2 separate regions of the Mus musculus genome follow, and region 2 is linked to region 1. Evidence: chromatin contacts called from public HiChIP or PLAC-seq data. All regions are on one chromosome and are shown on one strand. The core of a region is the stretch at or near the end of the contact, and the rest is flanking DNA. Distances in the headings are between cores, read along the strand shown. Region 1 holds the start of Map3k7 (mitogen-activated protein kinase kinase kinase 7). Region 2 overlaps Map3k7 (mitogen-activated protein kinase kinase kinase 7).

The links. HiChIP or PLAC-seq counts read pairs in DNA pulled down with a chosen protein or histone mark.
Region 2: a contact with region 1 is called in an H3K4me3 HiChIP or PLAC-seq map of bone marrow-derived macrophages, with 2.6 times the contacts expected there. The contact joins the enhancer-like site here to the promoter of Map3k7 in region 1. A contact is called at or near these places in 1 of 39 promoter capture datasets (pre-B cells), 1 of 15 datasets of contacts at CTCF or cohesin (CD8 T cells), 4 of 484 Hi-C or Micro-C datasets (the MC38 cell line, embryonic stem cells, nephron progenitors and 1 more), 7 of 115 datasets of contacts at active chromatin or transcription factors (the SCID.adh cell line, bone marrow-derived macrophages, embryonic stem cells and 2 more) and 3 of 9 other capture datasets (adipose tissue, liver and pancreatic islet).

The regions. Positions count from the first base shown.
Region 1 is chr4:31,961,206-31,965,656 of GRCm38.p6, forward strand. It overlaps Map3k7 (mitogen-activated protein kinase kinase kinase 7), which reads left to right and starts at 2,902. Exons shown (of 16, transcript NM_172688.3): 1 at 2,902-3,177. The coding sequence starts at 3,058.
Region 2 is chr4:32,008,831-32,013,334 of GRCm38.p6, forward strand. It overlaps Map3k7 (mitogen-activated protein kinase kinase kinase 7), which reads left to right. Exons shown (of 16, transcript NM_172688.3): 13 at 1,486-1,591. Among named protein-coding and RNA genes, the nearest start is that of Map3k7, 47 kb to the left of the region's middle. Within about 2 kb of position 2,186, at least 41 of the 459 cell types and tissues checked have an H3K27ac peak or open chromatin away from gene starts, as enhancers often do. A contact at or near this core is called in adipose tissue, bone marrow-derived macrophages and microglia, where this site is marked.

The DNA of each region.
Region 1 (4,451 bases), core at 1,652-4,151:
TGCTGCTGGACATGACCTTATAAGGAAAGAGGAAATGTAACCTGGCTACTGGATTCCATGATCTTCTCTGGTGGGGGAAAGGTGGGGGCACAGGGCTATGTGCACAGACGTATGGAGGCCTGGGGCAGATGAGAAACAGTCCCACTCCCACCAATCTCAGGATGAGATTTCTGGAATCTGGACATGCCTTGACCCACTCGTGTTCCAGGCCTGCTCCCTACAGCTCCCCCAGCCCCACAGTGGATAAGTGTTTCCTCCATTATCATACCCAAGGAAGGAAAATAGTAAACTAATAATTATTCCAGAGTTAATTTTATTTATCAGTCACTCATCTAAATTTTTTCATAATCCATTGAGGTTAGTATTAGGGAGACATTAAAGTTGAGAGTTTAATTTATTCAAGAGATTATAGCAGAATTGGAACAGGAAATTATAACAGAATTCTAAAACCTGTGCTTTTAAAAGACATACATCCTAACAGCAATTAGTTGGCACATTTTTTTAAAAGCTCAGGCAAACTAAAAATATCCCAGGGAAAGTAATTTGATTGAAAATCGGGAAAGTTTTTGCCCAACAATATCCTAACTTTAGATTTAAGTATATGATGTTCATCTCAGTAATATTTATTACTAGATAAGAGAAACAGCAGATAAATGAATAATACCCTCTCAAATATGCCTTGTCAATTCCCAGATTCTCAGTTCCAAAGGCCTAAGTTTCTTTGTCTCAAAATTATAAACCAGATCAGAGTCTCACCAGAAACTTCATCACCTGTGAAATAGGAGATTCAAATACCTTTTTTTTTTTTTTTTTTTTTTTTTTTGGTTTTTCAAGACAGGGTTTCTCTGTATAGCCCTGGCTGTCCTGGAACTCACTCTGTAGACCAGGCTGGCCTCAAACTCAGAAATACACCTGTCTCTGCCTCCTAAGTGCTAGGATTAAAGGCCACCACTGCCCTCGAGATTCAAATATCTTAATCCTGAATCCCAACCCATTCCCACCCAGCCAACCCAGAAAGTTTCATCCCAGGCATTCATAAGCCTCATGGTGAATTACCACTCTGATATGTGAGCTTAGGCATTTAGATTGCATCTTTTGATAGATACAGGTGCCCAACAGGTCCAAAACTCGGTAAAAATTTAGTATTCAGAATACATCAGAAATCATTGTCATAACAGTGATGCTGAAAGCCAAGACCCTGGGTAAAACTGCCTAGAAAGTGAGTGCAGCAGGAAGAAACTATTGTTTGTCACTGTGACTATGACTTACAAAATGAGAATGGTAGCTCACAGTAGCTTCCTGTCAAATACAATGATCTACTTGCAAACATGTTCAATTTACTCTTTTTTTTTTACATTATCCTAGATTGTTGTTCTATGAGAAAGCTCCCGTGTAGTGAAATTGGGATCCCTCTCTCTCCCCTCCTTTCAGCCTGTTAGGAAGCGCAGGACTTGACATTCTCAAGAGCGCATCCTTGGTCACTAATTTTAACTCCAATGGTTCCACTGGTTTCCAGTCAAATCAACTAAAACTCAGCACCTAGCTTAAATTTAAAATCGTGTTGGTCATACAACATGGGCAATACCTTCCATCTTGGGGTTCTCTGACCTAACTTGTGACACTCAAACTTGAATTGCCATGCTACTGCTGAGTATTTAGTAAGCATACAGCACTAGCATTAAAGGCAGGAAAGGAAAAGCTATGAGACCATAAATAGGGAAAGGTGCCCCTTATTCGAAGTTGAAACTCCTCATCGGGTTAAAAATAAATAAATAAATAATCTCAGTACAACCAACATTTGCTATGAAGACTGCCGACACAAAGGCAACATTCCTTCCTATAAAGGTATCTTAGGTTAAACTAGCAGTGGATCTTTGCCTAAGGTTCAAGCCTGTGCCCTTCGTCCTTTCCTAGACATTAGACTATTAACTTTGTTTCCAATTAAGTTATCTTAACTCTAGTAACCCCGGAATATGGGGCTTTACCGTAGCAATCCTAATCTTGTTGGGTAGTCTTCAGGAACCACCCTATGATCTCCCTTAAACTCAACAATCCTTCAGAGACATTAGTCCTTCAAAGACAATGTCCTCAAAGGTCGCCAAAATGCTGTACATAAACATTAAGGACAATGAAGCGTGACTCTCCTTATAGCTCTGAGGCATAGTGGCTCCTCTTAAAATCCGTCGTCTTGGTGTGTCCACGGATTCTCAAACCAAACCCTCGGGGCTGTTGTGGACGACAGCCTCGGGAAGGTGACAAAGCGAAGCCATCTGAACTGCCTTAGGAAGTGTGTAAAACGCCACTGGTGTCTCTCTACGATGCTAACTTCCATTAGTGAGCGCTCACGCGTCACGGTGCTCCCCCCGATGGCGCGCGCTAACCGCTGCTCCCGAACCCCCTCGCCAGCTCGGGGTTCCGCTTAAAAAAGTAACGGGCTCACGGCTGAAAACCCGACATGAAGAGGTGCCCAATGAGCACAAGACAAACCCTAGGCTGCCTGACCGCAGACCGCCCAGCACAGAGCAGGGGAAGGCACGACGCGGCTCAAAAGAAACAGGCAGAAAGCGACGGAGTTCATCTTTCCCGCTGGATCCCGCAGGACCAACCGGTCCGCCTTCGGGCTCGCTCCGCGCCAGTTCCGATCGCGCACATTTACTACGTCACGGCGTCCAGTCTCGCGGTATCCTCCTGCCGCCGAGGCCCTTTCGCAAAAGTCTCGCGAAACCTGTTCCTCGGGCCCACGGCTCCGCGCTCGCCCTCCTCCACTCCGCCCCTACCCCGGCTTCTCCCTCACTCGCTCCCCGGGTCAGGAAATTCCCCGCTCGGGTCCGGCAGGCGCGCCTCCTCCCTCCCAGTTCCGAGTTCAAACCGGAACTGGAAGTGTGGTGGGCGGGGCCCGGCGACGGAAAGCGCTGAGGAGCCGAAGCCGGGACTCGGCGGTGGCCCGGGTCGGTCCCGCGCCACGGAGCGCCGGGCGGCGGGGCTGCGGGGCTCCGGGCTGAAGGGCGCTGCGCGAGCCGGAGGGCGGGCGCGGCCCCCCGGGCGCCGCGGGGGATCATGTCGACAGCCTCCGCCGCCTCGTCCTCCTCCTCGTCTTCTGCCAGTGAGATGATCGAAGCGCCGTCGCAGGTCCTGAACTTCGAAGAGATCGACTACAAGGAGATCGAGGTGGAAGAGGTGAGCGAGGCCGAGACCTGCTGCCCCGCGCCGCCTGGGATCCCGGGCGGGAGGCGGCTTCCCCATGGGCTTCGGGGGTTGAGTCTGAATCTGTGATTCTCTACCTGATTCTTATGTGGTCGGCAGTTCAATTATCCGTAAATAGATTGAGCAAAGTTTGGTGGCCGCGGGATTTCAGCTCGCTGGTAGTGGTGTTAGAGTCCAGGATAGTGTGTGTGTGTGTGTCTGTCTGTCTGTCTGTATGTCTGTCTTGTCTGTCTGTGTGACTTCTAGCGCAGTGTGTGACACGAAAGGATGCTTGGGACAGGCTGGTAAAGAGAACGTCGAACGTCTCACGGTGCTTCCCCTGGTCCCGGATTCTTCTTTCTCTGATACCGTAGGTAGTTCTACCTTCTATTGGGCTCTGTAGATGAATTTCAATCTCTAGTAACGTTAAGTCTGTTATGAAAACATGTTTCAAGTAGCATAGTCTGAAGAGGCAAGTAGTGATTATGGTGACAGTCAGAATATTACGCTACACCAGAAATCGCTGTTAGAAAAACCGAATAAATTCAATGTTCAGGTGGAAGAGTGTCTTCACTTCATCGCCTATTTTCAGATTCACAGTGGGGCCAGTGACTTCTAAGAGTCTTAATATTTACTGAAGAGGAAAAAATCTGTACATATATTCAAAATGCCGTTTAGAACTCGTTGAAGCTTTGGTTAGAAACGCGTTCACGCAGTTTCTATGAGTTTAACCGTTTTTTAAGAGCACTGTGCATTTTCTGTGCCTTAATGTGTGGGTTTTTTATAGCTAGACTGAGTTGTCTTTTCTTCATTTTTAAAGTATTATAGTAAGGAGTTAAAAGATGCAAGCAAATTAACAATCAATAAATACATCTTTACCTTAGAGGACTACTAAGTCATATCTTTGTATCACAAAAACTAACCAGAGATGAGTGTGTTCATTGAGAGCATGATTATCTTAGAAAAAGTGTGCTGGATAGGGGAAGGTTTGAGACAGAGGAAGACGCTTCAGAGATAGACAGAGCACTGTGGGACTTGGTTTCCTACTGCTTTCTGTGTGTTCGTTTCCTTAACTGTAAGATGGGAGTGATTGCTACTTTATCAGTGTGACAAATCCAGTTAAGCAGTGTGTGCAGAAAATCCAATATAGTGCCTGACATATTGTTAGGAAGCAAAGTTCCAGACAGGAAGGGTGACCTGCTTTAAGGTCATATGCTAAAAGAAGGCCTGTTTTTGAAGAGGAAAACATTTTATATGTCCCCCCCACC
Region 2 (4,504 bases), core at 936-3,435, 47 kb after region 1:
ATTTCTCATTTCTCATCCCCTTTGCCTTTCTAGGTGAAAAGTTAGATCATGCCACTTGTAGTAAATACCTTGGAGATTTTAACATTTGTACCAAGCCTGCTTTTCCTGAAAAACCCAAGCATTTTAAAAGCAATGTTCTTGCTTATCCTGGTTTTATGATGCTGTAGATTATATTTCTGTGTTGTTTGGTAGTTTTGTAAGTTCATTACTGTCTTCTTACCTACTGTTTTCAGTATGGAGAAGACTAGTACCCATTCTTATCAGGATTTTCTTCAAGGAAACTGAATTTTAGCCCTTTGGTCCAGGAAAAAAAAAAAATTCTTGTTAAGTAAAGTTCCTGCTTAGACATTCCTGTTGTAGGAGTTTGTGAGGTAGGTAAGGTGAGGCTTATCATTTCAGATGCTGTTCTGAGCACATTCTTCACTGTTCCAGGCTGCGGGCAGTCTTCTGCCAGCATTCTCTGGCTTCCGTGGTGGCTGAAGCTCATGGTTTGTGAGTGCGTGTTGAATATTTCTTCTGAAAAGCATGAAATGGGTTGTGTTTCTGGCTTTGAGGGTTTTTCTTCCAGATTTTGAAATATACACATGTATGTGATGGGACACCTGGCTCATAAGGCCCAGGCCTGAACTTGCCATGCATTTGTTTTCTCTGTACAATATGCATCGCCTGCAGGTCACTTAAATGATGGCTTCAGTCACATGAGGTGTTTGTTAGGTACACAGTTTCTACTTGTGGCATCTTGTGAGCACTGGAAGTTTCAGGTTTCAAAGCATTTCTAATTTCAGATCTGTTGACTTAGGGACACTTCACCTGTAGCTGCCATTTCCCTCGGGAGGCCACTTCTATTTTTTGCTTGTCTGTTTTCTGGAATTTGACCATATCTGACCATGTGAAACATGGGACATGCGTCTGTCTCATTTCTCATACTGTCGCTCAGTTCTGTCTTCCTTCATTTCGTGTCCCTGTACAAGGGACTTTCATGTTCCTCCTGCTTCTGCCTCCAAGTGCTGATCACAGCTGTCTGCCACCATGCTGGGCTTGCCAACTGCTTTTATTGGAAGGTTTTTCATTTTTTGCTAGTTTTCTCTTTCCCACAGAACAAAGCATTCCCGAGCCTTGGCTTTGAGCGGGGATTAAGCAGGCCTTCTCATCCTACAGAGAATTGGTGGCTCTGTTACTAGTTCCTCAACATAACAGACGATCCAGGGTTGTAAAGTCTTAGCATTGGCAGCTTAAGGGCTACCCGTCCGCTTTTGTTTTGTGGGCTTTATTTCTCTGTAAGTTTTGAAGAGATGCTATGTATGAATGCATAGTGAATTTGATATACACTGACTATATACTTAGAATGCTGCTTTCAAGAGTCTTAGGCATCTACTAGTAAAAATTGAAAATGTTTGCCTCTTATTGGATGTGAAGATGTGTCTTGTAATTCTTTTTTAAAAAAAGAAAAAAGTGACAGCTTTTCCTCCTACCGTTTCTTCACAGGTGAGCAGCCGGTCATCCAGCCCTAGTGTCAGAATGATCACTACCTCAGGACCAACCTCAGAGAAGCCAGCTCGCAGTCACCCGTGGACCCCTGATGATTCCACAGGTGACCAGTCTAGTTCCTTGTAATACAAAATGGATTGACTTGAGGCATTAATCTTTACAAAGACAAGCATGATGTCATTATTTAGATCTTCATGTTTATAAAATCAACCACTTGGCAGTAGCTTTCGAAATGCCCTTGGAGTGTTATGGCAGAGACTAAGTGCTTTACCCTGTGTGTGTTTTTCCCTCCCACATACTAAACACGTATATTAAAAATAGTCAGATTTTTCCAGTTGGAAGCATGTGTTCTTGTACTTCACTCTGTGATTTTTGTATCATGATTGTTCCTGTTGGACCTTTTCAGTAACTACAATTCCCATATCGCTAACAATGACCACCAGCATCTTTACTTGACTTTCTACTTTTTATTAATAATGTTTTATACGTGAATACAGTATATTTAGACCATCTCGAACCCTACTCCAACTCCTCCCAAATATGTCTCAGATCTGCGTTTAGTCTCCATTGTGTGTATTCCTGATACATGACTGTGTCGTGAAAGGACATTTTCACAAAAGTATCTCATGCATAATGAACATACCCCGTACCACTCTTTTCACCCACCCTCCTTCCTTTAGTCCTCATTGTTCCTCTTAGACAGTTTCACTTCTACTTTGATGTCTTACACAAACGTGATTCTATGTATCTGTAAAGTTAAAGAACCACAAAGGAGTGAAAACAAATACTTTTCTAAGACCAGTTTAACTTGTTTCCAGTTGCATCCATTTTCCTACAAAGGACACACTGGAAACTCTATTGTGTATACCTGTGGCATGTTCTTTATCCTCTGTTGTTGGCCATCCCAGTGAGTTCTGTAGCTCAGCTGTTATGTATAGCGCTGCAGTAAACATGGATGTGGAAGTACTGCTGTGATGCGCTTGTCGAACAGAAGTCCTTTGGGTAAACATCCAGGGGCCTATTTTAGTGTTTTTAATGTTTTGAGGATCTTCTGTAGTGATTTCACAATGGCTGACAAGTTTACATTTCTGCCAGCAGTGTACATAAGGGTACTCTTCTGGCAGCTGAAGTGAGATTACAGCAAAGTTCCAATTTGCATTTTTCCCCAGTGGCTAGTGAGGTTGAGCAATTTCCATGTTTTCCTCATAAGAGTATCTTTTATTCTTCCACAGTTTCATGCATGTATACAATATATCTTGAACATCCCCAACATGATTATCCTACTCCTTTTGGATCCATTCCCCAATGCCCCTTCCTCCTTTGTCTTCTTTTTGTGACCCACTGAATCCAGTTACTGTTCCCCAAAACCCTAGGGTTTGGATCAGCCACCACGCTTGGGCAACCTAGCAGCAGCCACACCCCTCCAAGGAAAATGCTTGTAACTCCCCTTCCTCCAGCAGCTATCACTTGCTCAGCTAAGGGTGGGGCCTCATGAGCCTCTTCGCCTTCTATGCTGGTTTATTGATTGGCTGATCTTGTGTGGGTAGCCACAGCTGCAATGGATTGATGAGTGGAATACCTAGACCCTGTCCATCAGCCAGCATTTCACCGCCTCCTGAGATCCTCTGGTTCTTGGATTCTTTTCTCCTCTTCTGTGATATTCCCTGAGCCTTCTTAGGTTGTTGATACAGCTGTCCCACTTAGGACTGAGCACTCACAGTTACTGATCCTTAACACTTTAACCTCTCTCTCCCTCCCTCCCTCCCTCCCTGAGTTAAATACTACAACTTCAAAAAGAATCTTCTCTAGCCAGGGTTGAAAGCCACTCTAATCCATAGGAATAAATATCACTATTTAGAAGCAGGTTGATAACATGTTAATATAGCAAGATAACATTAGACTCCTCTCTAGGACCTAGGACCTAATCAGGGCTGGTTTTGACCAGGCCATTTCTCTTGTGTTTATTAGCCACTTGTATTACATCTTTTGAGAACTGTCTAATCATTAGTCTGCGTACTGATTTGATTGGCTGCTTGCTTTCTTCAGGGTTTTATTTTTGTTCTTTTATTTTTATTATAAATATACATACACAGCCATGAAAGACTTTTCCCCCCACTCTATAGACTGTATTTAACTTGTTAGTGGTTGGTTGGTTGGTTGGTTGGTTGGTTGGTTGGTTGGTTGGTTGGTTTGTAGGAGGAGCAGGATCTCACAGTGTGTATATTACTTCTGGCCTCAAAACTTACTATGGTAGACCCTGTGGGCTTCAAAGTCACAGCTAATCGCCTGTCTCTGCTCACACGTGCTGGGATAAAGGCCAGCACGCCCAGCTTAGCTGTTCTTTTGCTGTGAAGAAGCTTTGGAAGTTGATGAGATCCCTTTTGTCAGCTGTTAGAGTTATTTCCTGAGTGTCAGCCTCTGGTTTTTAAAACACAGAATATGTGTCCAAGTGAGAAATCTATTTGGCAACTTTTCATACCTCATGAGAGACTTTATTTCAAATGCATAGACATTTGAAATCCTTTTAGTTTATTAAAACTCCAGTGTAAATAGCTCAGTTTATCATAATGGCGGATTAAAAATACCTGTGCAAAGGGAGGGATAGTTTTCTCATGAGAGCACAGTACTGTGATGTCTTAGCACACACGCAAGCACTGTATCTAAGGAAGATCTTGTTCTGTGTTTTAGTACAACAGAAGGGAAGGAAGGTGGTCTCATAGACCTTGGAAAATGAAGTTGTTTGAAATTAAGCAGGTTGTTGTGCCACACCCCTTTAATCCCAGCACTCAGGAGGCAGAGGCAGGCGGATCTCTATGACATCAAGAGCAGACTGGTCTACAAAGAGAGTTCTAGGGTAGCCAAGGCTACACAAAGAAACCTGTGTCAAAAACAAAAAGAAAGAAAAAAGTACCAATTAAACTGAAATTTTGAAGTTAGTTTACTGTCTTCACAAACTATGTTTTCAGTATTTATAGATACCTGGTATGGCCTAGTCAGGTTTATAGTTTCATTTTAA